Regions from separate parts of the Triticum aestivum genome. Here region 2 is linked to region 1. Evidence: chromatin contacts called from public Hi-C data. All regions are on one chromosome and are shown on one strand. The core of a region is the stretch at or near the end of the contact, and the rest is flanking DNA. Distances in the headings are between cores, read along the strand shown. Region 1 holds the start of LOC123077817 (nodulin-related protein 1). Region 2 holds the start of LOC123077820.

The links. Hi-C and Micro-C count contacts between places; a contact is called where the count stands out from the background.
Region 2: a Hi-C map of leaf shows a contact between it and region 1, with 6 times the contacts expected there. The contact joins the promoter of LOC123077820 here to the promoter of LOC123077817 in region 1. A contact is called at or near these places in 2 of 5 Hi-C or Micro-C datasets (both in leaf).

The regions. Positions count from the first base shown.
Region 1 is chr3D:124,471,587-124,476,510 of IWGSC CS RefSeq v2.1, reverse strand. LOC123077817 (nodulin-related protein 1) reads left to right here and starts at 2,191. Exons shown (of 1, transcript XM_044500148.1): 1 at 2,191-2,952. The coding sequence starts at 2,273. The coding sequence ends at 2,749.
Region 2 is chr3D:124,638,124-124,643,047 of IWGSC CS RefSeq v2.1, reverse strand. It overlaps LOC123077820, which reads right to left and starts at 2,346. Exons shown (of 13, transcript XM_044500149.1): 1 at 1,846-2,346; 2 at 1,202-1,370; 3 at 979-1,112; 4 at 681-882; 5 at 358-596; 6 at 143-254; 7 at 1-31. The coding sequence starts at 2,055. It overlaps LOC123077821 (ethylene-responsive transcription factor ERF084), which reads right to left. Exons shown (of 8, transcript XM_044500154.1): 8 at 2,486-4,924.

The sequences.
Region 1 (4,924 bases), core at 942-3,441:
TACTTGAGTCAAAATCCGCATATGTCCTTCCATGCATTGTGCCCCTTGAGTTTCATCCAACAATGCATGAACATAAATGGCTTGCCCTCAGTCATGTAGTATAGCACGGCAGGATAACTGGGCTACACAACGCGATGATTATCTACTTGCGGCATTGAGTGAATAAATGAATTGACCAACATGTATAGCAACAAGAAGCAAAACATACAATCTCCATGGTTGACGAGCCCGGCGGACACATTGTCTCCACTCGTTTAACTGCACCGCAAAACTTCATACGGAGTTGGAGATGATGTACCACCGATGGGTTAGCAACTTCACATTACGATCATGGACATGTGCAAGTCGTAGGGCGTGAAGTACTTTTGCTCATGAAACAAAGCATGCACATTTTGCCAAAACGACGAGCCCACTTGCCTCCTGCCTACAAAGTCCACAGATACAACCTTCTATGCATTGCATAGCAACTCATCCTCCATCAACGAGTAACCCGCCATCGTGCTTACTCTAGAAATAAACAATAAGTTCAACAAAAAAAGCTCAATGGCATTTGACTGAACACCTATGGGGCGTGGTGTCCGCCTTGGACGACGTTGGCTGGGGGCGGAGGGTACCTAGCTACCGACGGATCCTGTGTGGATGGTGGCGTAATCCAAGGTAGACGAAAGCGTGGGTGGGGGCTGTGGACGCCCGACAATGCCTGGACGGCAGCTTGAGAGATACAATGGCGTCGTTGGACAAGGAGGATGCGGATGCAGAGCAAAAGGCAGTAGGGGCGGAGTGATAGAAAAGTGACCCATAACGGGAATTTGAGTGGGTCAGGGGTGTTGGAGTCCTACGTGGCAGCGGTTCAGACTCCCACAAAGCTCCCCAATTTGCGTCCGGTTTGCGGGAATTTGGATTAGCGGACACATCCGCGGATAAATGGACCTGTGTTGGGTGAAAAACTACGTTGGGACAACTCGATACAGACTTATGCGGGCGTTTTGAGGGTCCGCTTGAAGATGCCTTGAGCCCTCTTCCTTTATTTGTCTGGGCATACCGTCATGCTCTCATGAATCAATTTTTCTAAATAGATGTTTAAAAAATTCTAAAAAAACATTTTTGTTCACTAAACATTTGTCTACAAGCCCTAAAATTTTCAAATCGGAATTCGATATACAGATGGCGAAACAAAAAAGAGAAATGTAGATGTCAATAGTGCCATTTTATCTTTTGTCTTCTCTTGACACTATTCATCATGGATTTGTGCTTTTTGTTTCTCAATGCGTGCTTTGAGTTTGGATCTCAATTTCTGAAGAGCTGTGGGCACATGTGTGGTGAACATTCACAAATTTTTTTGAATTTTTTATACCTTTTAAATTTGAATTTTCTAAATTGGTACTGTAGCATGGAAGCAAGAGTGGCACCTCATACTTATCCGATATTTTCCCTGGCGGGGGGTACACCAAATACGTGTCACTCGTTTCAGCCGTTAGCAAGCGTCGGTGGTGCCTCTGCCGACAGTCGACATCTGGGATCCCTGGACATCTTCCCTGTTCAGCAGGTAATTATCACTTTCAATGCAAGAGGACACGTATCCCCACCGTATTGGCTACTTTCTTTCATTTTTAATTTTGCATAAAAATCCACTTGCGATTGTGACCACAAGAGCTTTAGCTGATTCCATATCTGCCACTTTATCTTAAAGAGGTTATCCACTGAGATTTGTGAGAACAAAATTCATTTCGTGATCCGCGGTTCTTCACAGTCAAGCACTAAAAAAGGGAGAGATACACATTAACACTGGCAGCCTGCTCTTAGTTCAATTACCTTTACGAAGGATTGTTGTAGAAATTTGGAGGACCAAAATATTAAGAACCTTTTCTGTGTTGTTTGTTTGATTTGTAGAAGTAAGTTTGATAGGAATTTTCAAGCAGTACTTTGCACTATACCATTTTAAAATAGCTTTTATCCACTCGAAGCTCTTAGAAATAACCATTTGTTTTTCCTGTCTAATACCGAACTAAAAACTATACTATTTTTCTACAACACTCAAATTGGGTATTTTACTTAGGCAAAATTTTCCCCTACGTGTCTTGTATCATCTGAAGATATTTTCTTTTCCACTACTCAACCACACAAGTAGCTTTCCCTTCTGTTGCCGATGCCATCCGCGTCTTCCTCCACCTATAAAATTGCCCCCCTAGCATACACCCTCTTCACTCCATCTGCTACTAACCTCACTACTCTTAAGCCACAAAAGATTTTTGCTACCAGCACCTAAGCTCCAATGGAGGGTGAGAAGAACTCGTCCGGGGACCTGATGTCCAGCAGCAAGCTGGTCGCGGAGGCCGCCAAGACGGCCTACGAGAAGAAGAGCGTCGAGGGCATCGACAAGGAAAAGGTAGCCGCCGCCTCCGCCGACATCCTCGACTCCGCCGCCAAGTACGGCAAGCTGGAGGACAAGCCGGTGGGGCAGTACCTCGAGAAGGCTGAGGGGTACCTGAAACAGTACAGCTCCGGCGGCACCGAGAAGGAGAAAACCGACGCACCTGCTGCCGCTGACGCACCGAAGCCGGATGCACCCAAGGAGGCAGCGCCTGCGCCTGCCCCTGCCGCGGAGGAAGAGAAATCGTCCGATGGGTTCGGTCTCGACGACGTCATGAAGGGGGCTGCATCGCTGTCGGGGAAGAAGAGTGGCGAGGAGGAGAAGGAGAGCGGCGGCGGCGGCGGGTTCATGAAGATGGCTCAGGGGTTCATGAAGTAGAAGTCTGGTTTCTACATCTACATGCATGTAGCTCTTGTTAAGTTTGTGCGCTGCGTTACTTCTGTATTTTGTTACTCTATAACGTTGTGGTTGTGCTTAATTATGTTAGCTGCTGATATCTGGTTCTGTAAAGTTTCTTAAGTCATGTCTGTCTGTATTGATGATCAATAATCCAGTTGTGCTAGCTACCCTTTTTTTGTTGACGAAAAGTTGTGCTAGCTAGCTGGTTCCCCTTCCTGCTTGCAGGATTTCGGTTGTTTATAAGTTTTTTTTAAGGAAAACTTCTGATTTATTCATCAACTGTCAGGAGTAAAAAATACATCTAGATCCGTAAGTTGCGGCGTAAAGCATGATGTTTTCATTGTCTATTGCTCATGGCCTTATATCATGTTTTTCTTTTGAGGTGATGCCCTATATTATGTTTTTTAGGGGTTGGCCCTATATTATGTGGTCATGCCTATGACAAGTGGCAGAACTTGAAGCCCATTGGTGGGCTTGGCGGGCCGAACAAAAGAAAACAGCCTATGGGATGGTGTTTTCCAAAGCCTAACAGTAAAAGAGAATATTGTATAAATTTGAAAATGTTGGATGGGCCATGATCCATATGGCCTTGCCATAGCTTCGTCAATGCCTATGACCAGCCAGCAACATGGTGCTTTCAGTCCTTACTAAATTGTCTTGGAAAATTTTCTTCCTGTTGGTAACTGTTTTGCCATGTTACATCATAAGTGGATGTCATGCTACACATGGGATCATTCTTTCAGGAGGGTCTATGCGAGCAAACATTTGAGTCGTTCCGTTGGGAGGGTGTGGCATGAGCGCTATGCCATCGGCATTGCCATGTGTCACCGCTTTGAGATTCATGCGTGGAATCAAACATGTCATAGTGTGTTCCATAAAAAAAACACTCACAGGAAACGTCAGCTCTATAATATTTTCATATGAAAATCTCCTTTTGGAGATGGCCTTCAGATTAAAAACGACAAGCATTGCAGAGGACAAGTACATACTTCAAAAATATTTGGAAGTAAGGTTCATTTTACCTTAGCCCATCATGCTCAATCATTGACCCATTCATGAAAACACACTCAATATTAACTACATCAAATGCACAAGTATGACAATAGTGTTCTCCAGTTGATGCTTTATAAGAGAAGATGGTGACACAAAATAAAAATAATTTTCCTGTCAACGTCACGACCGAAAGTTTTCAATATCTTCCATGCTAGACACATTATAGGAGGTTCCCAAACATAATATAAAGTTTATTTCCTTTCCTCCATTCTTTCACAATCCATGGCTAGCCGTATCCACGGGTGCTTTCCAAACTATCAACTTTCCAAGGAATATATATATATATATATATATATATATATATCATTTCGGGACTGGGGATCCCTATTATCGGCCATTTTCTCATGCAATGACAAGTGAATAAACACTCAACTTGAGAATAACCCATCTATCATGAAAGATATTGACCACCCCCTGTTGCTTCTTGAGCTGTACGGGAATACAAAACATGATTTTTCTTGAATGACTAGAGTTGGCACGTGCAAATTTACTTGGAACGGCATGTAAATATTGTTTGTAGGTAGATATAGTGAACCCATTTGGTACCACTTGGCTTTAAGGAGTTGGATGCACAAGCATCATTCCCGCTTAGTACAAATGGAGGCTAACAAATAGATTGAGAAGCAACCAACCAAACAATGAAAATGGTCATAAACATGCATTGAACAGAACTAGCACTGAATAATGCACCATAAGTAAGATGTAATTTCATTGCATAACTATTGACTTTTACGTGCATGCATAGGGAATCACAAACCTTAACACCAATTTTCTTACTAAATCACAATTACTCACTAGCATAACTCACATATTGTCATCTCTATATCGCAAAACTATTGCAAGGAATCAAACTTACCACATTCATTGATCTTTATGAATGTTTTGATTATATCCTTCTTGAATATTCGTCACATTGGGACCAAATTCACATCTTGTGCAAATTACCATTACTATTATCAACTCTCAAAAAGATATAAGTGAAGCATGAGAGTGTAAATATTTCTTCAAAATATAATCATCGTCGTGCTCAAAAAGATAGAAGTGAAGTAATAGAGCAACTGCCTAGCTCAAAAGATATAAGTGAAGCACATAGAGTATTTT
Region 2 (4,924 bases), core at 1,097-3,596, 170 kb before region 1:
GTTGCGAGTTTAACAGAAGGCCGTCGCGTATCTGCCAGCAGCGCCATCCATCAAGCACGCAGAAGAGGCACAAATCAGATCAACATTGAGCATGGCGTCCAGAATATTAGTGATGGACCGGAACAGGAACGGGAATAAATACCATATAGAAATGTTAATGGTTGTGATGAATAAACCGGGGTCCCCTGTCTGCTGATTACAGAACTCGTATCACATGCAACAGTCACAACAGCTGTGCTCGATATCTTGTTCACCTGCACACAAATTAAGTTAGCATTCAGGCGTATGAATCGAATCAAGCAGCTAGCTGATCATTAGTAGTAAGATGGACAAAAAGATAAGGACAGCGAAGCTTACGACGTAGCCAAAGCGACGGTTGCCGAGCGTGCTCCTGTTGGTCGGCGTCAGCACGGCGCCGGTCACGGTGAGAGCGGCGAGCACCTCCGCGGACGAGTTCATCACCGGCTCGGCAAAGGACATGTATATCCTCAGCTCCCTGTCGTCGTTGGTGGCCTCCACCACCCTCATCGCGCCCTGGATCTGCAGCAGCTTCTCCGGGATGCTGGCGGTGATGTTCATGGAATCGCTCCTTTTGTCTATCAAGTTTCGGATTCAGATCAGTGCGTTGTGATGTTATTTTGTTTATTTTGTAAATCATCAGTTGGGATGGTAGTACGTACCGAAGCGGAGAGTGAAGCTCGAGTTGGAGCTCCTCCGGAAGCAGTGGCCGGCCACGTCGGTGCAGAACCCCCTGCGCATCACCAGGATCATGCGCCCGTAGTCCACGTCCGGCGACGGCGACACGGCGACGGAGTACCGCAGGCCGGGCACGACGGCCTCCAGGGTGGACGGCTCCACGCGGCCGGGCCCGTACACGATGAGCTGCAGTCGCAGTGCACATTCGTTCGATGAGACCAGACGCATAGAGATTCCCTGAGAGTGGAACCATACCAGGCCAATTGTCTGTCACATACGTACGTCGCAGTAGGTGGCGTTGCACGTGAAGCCGCCGCCGCCCGGGCACGGCTCGCTGAGGGAGACGAGCACCGAGACGTTGGGCGCGGCCGTGAACGCCGACTCCACCGCCACCGTCGCCGTCGGAGGAACGGTGTCTGCATGCGCACATTGCATACACAGTCAGTGGAGATCGATTTGGCAGCTAGGTTGAGGTCGGGTTTAGTTGCTGGATGCGTTACTTAACCAACATCCCAGGCGTAGGTGGCGCAGGTCGGGCCGGCGCTGCTTCCTGATCCTGATCTCGGGGTCGCGCACGCTGCGAATGTGTGGTTGCCGTCCTTGAGTCCGGCAAAGGTTACCACCTCCGTCCCATTTCCGTTGCCCCCGCAGTCCGATCTTCGTTCACCGTCCAACTGCGTGCAGTGCAAACAATCCTCATATAACTGTTCCGAAGTACGTATTCAGGTTCGACCTACTGTTTGCTCAATTATACTATTGTGCAGACATGTGGAATCTACAATGTTTTTTTTCTTTTTTTCTTGCTGATACCAATACTTCTTACGTATAAATAAGTGTGTTTCAGGTGGCAGCAAAATTCGAAAAGACACCCTAATGCCAGACACGCCCGGATTTTAAATTATATTTGACCGGTGAGAATTACTGCACCGGTAGTAATGAATTGCGCTGTAGAATCATTCATCTCATACAGTTTAATTCAAGGCCAGCTTCATGTCTTTGTTCTTAACTACTGTAGTACTACTAACTGTAAACTACAATTGTCCGGAAGCTAGGATGTATACTTGGATTCCTCTAATTGAACCTGACTAAATGAGCACGAACATTTGAAAAATGGAATGCGTTCGAAATTCGAAAGACGGAGGCTCTTACCTTGCAGGTGATGGCGCAGTCCCCGCAGGTCCAGCCGCTGCTCTGCACGGCTCGGAAGGCGAACACCGCCGACGCCGACGTCGAGATGCGCGGCGGGGCGGTCGTCAGGCTGAGGGAGACGTCGCCGGCAGCAGCAGCGCCTGCCGCGCCCGAGCAAAGGAGCACCACCGCGCTCAGCAGCAGCCTCCGTCCCCAGCTCTTCCACACCATCGATCCTCCCCAGAGTCAGCCACTAGCTGTTGCAGATGCAGCAGGGCAGGGGTAGGGGAGAGCAGCAGCTGCACAGTGCTGAATGCGTGCGTGAGCAGGGAGGGGGCAGTGGGCAGGGGAGTGAATGCCCGGCGCAGTGTGCATGTGTGGCTGGCTTGGGGAATGGCGCGCTACCTAGCCATTAACGCTCCCCCTGGATATACTGGCAGTGAGCAGTAGTGAGGTATGGAGGCGGGGGGAGGGAGGGAGGGGCCGGGGCCAATTAAGGCAAACACAAACTGGCGAGCGGCAACGGCATGTGATCGTGGCCGCGAGGCGAGGGGTTTTGTTCCGGGGTGGAGGGGAGGGGATGATGCACATGAGGACCAGAAGAGCCAAACTGTCCCTTATTTCTACTAGCTGCTAGTAGTTTTTCTCTCGTCCCTAATCCCGCTTCCTCTCATCTCGTGGATGGCTGCGACTGCGAGGCTTAGCTACACGCTTGGATTCTCCCTCCGTGTGTCGGTCTCGTGAAATCTCCAACGCACACGAAGAAGAAACAAAGGTTGAGTTTAGCTGAAAGAAACAGGCATGGGACTGACTGATACTGTGGTGCATGTCAACAATTGCTGTGGACAAAACCTCAGCAATCAGTCATGGAGGTGCTCGAGCTTTCAGTGTTCGGCTGCCATACGAGCCAGTGACTGAGGATATGATATCAGCTAGTGATTGGGGATAATGATAATGATGGGGAATCACTGGCAATTAGAGTGTAAATTACCATCCGGTTATTTAAGATCGAGCGGTATTGATTAACTTCCGTTTTACATAGACTCGTGGAAGAGGGCATACCGGCATAGGTACAGAGAGGGGCCAATGGCTGACACCTGATGGTGCCCCACATGCTGAAAGGAATAAGGAACATCCGTGTGCATGCGCTGTTATTAATCCTAAAAAACTACTGCAAGGTGCTCTGAAGCAGCTGAGGTAAGAAACAAAATAAGAGGGAATCAACCTGCGCTGGGGCTAAGATCTGTCTGCGCACATGCACTACCTGCCATCACATAATAACCACATTGCAGGTGAGCTAATTTCCTTTTCTACTCTTCTCTTCACCTATTCCCCTGTTCTTCGTATTGTAGTATATAAGCTGCTTAACTTAATGTTTGGCAAGAGTTGCTCCATAACAAATATATGTACTCCAAAACATTATCCCAAGTACTCCCTCCGTAAAGAAATATAAGTCTTTTTAAAAATTTCAATGCGGACTACATACGGAGCAAAATGAGTGAATCTACACATTCTAAAATATGTCTATATAGTTCGTATTGGAATCTTTAAAAAAACTTATATTTAAAAACGGGGGAGTAGATGCTAAGCCTACGGATTCAGTGTTTTGGAGGGTCTTGATGAAGAGTCAAGTCATCCTTTTTAAGAGAGGAACCTTTAAGTTAGGTGACGGCCAGTAGCGGAGGCAAGCTGCTTAGCTACAGTAGTATTTTGCTACAGTTGCGAAGAAAAACTTTACCACGCCCCGAGCCAACGCCCTGCCTGGCGCCACCCTTGGTGACGGCCAATCAACAAGTTTTTGGAAAGATACCTAGTTGGGTGACACTTCATTAGCTTTACGATACCTGATCATGAAAAAAAAATTCTAGGTGACAAATGGACAAAGTGGATACATTTATTTTCTAGGTTTATCCCGATCAATCTAACTCAAATGCCAAATACGTTCCAATGGAGGTTAACTACTAATGGCATCTTCGTTGTGAAGTCTATGTATTTGGATCTTATGGATTGTGGACCTGTTTTTCGCAGAAAACATATTATGCGGAAAACAAAGGTTCCTTGCAAGATCAAAGTTTTCATGTGGTTTTTCAAGAGGAGGTAGTTCTTACAAAAGATAATCTCGCTAAGCGTATTTGACATGGTAGCAAAAAATGTTGTTTTGTGATCAAGAGGATACAATTTATCATTTATTTCTGTCATGTCCGTTTACTATCATGATTTGGCTCACGATTCATGTTGCCTACAATTTAGCGCCACCAACAAGCATTCCAAATCTGTTTCAAAACTTGTTGGCTGGTATTCATCATAAGCTGAAGGACCAAATCCATGTGGGAGTTTGTGTCACTCTATGGGCAATATGGAATTGCCGGAACAAGTGTGTTTTTAAGAGATCATCTATTCCTGATTACTTGCAAGTTATCTACAGGACTACGACATCTATGCATATGTGGTCATCATTGCAGCACGGACGCGCGGGCGCATATGGCCTCTGGGGGCAGTCGGCTCATAGGGTTTATTCAATCAATTTGGCTGGAGCTATGTAATCACGGTTGTGGTAATGTTACCTTTCTAGTTTTATTTTTGTCTTGTACTCAGTGATTTGAACTTGGTTCGCGTTTAATAAAACGGTTGTGTGCATTATATGATGCAGAGGCCGGATAATCCCATTTTCGAAAAAATATATAACTATAGCCACGTGAGCTATTGTCTGTTATCTCACGCTACATTTGATGAAACAATCTTTAGGCTTATGAATTGACTGTGTTTGCAAAGCAAAGAAACCTGCTAAATGCTATCAGAGAATCAAAGCTCCAGAAAGATCACATCTCTTCTGTACCGCACAGAAAAGCATAACTGCGAGTGATGCATCTAAAGAAAAGATGACAGCAAATATTGGACGGTTAACCGAAACCAAAGCATGATTCAGCACAACATAAATCTACTTGCAAACTCGGATGCCAACAATAATAATTAAAAGAGAACCATTAAAACATGACCAAACCATGGTATATGATAAGGTACAGCATAGGCCGGTGCTGCATTAGCAAGAGTGTTCTGTTCGAGGTTGCATACAACTTTAAAGACAATAAAGAGTGGTACA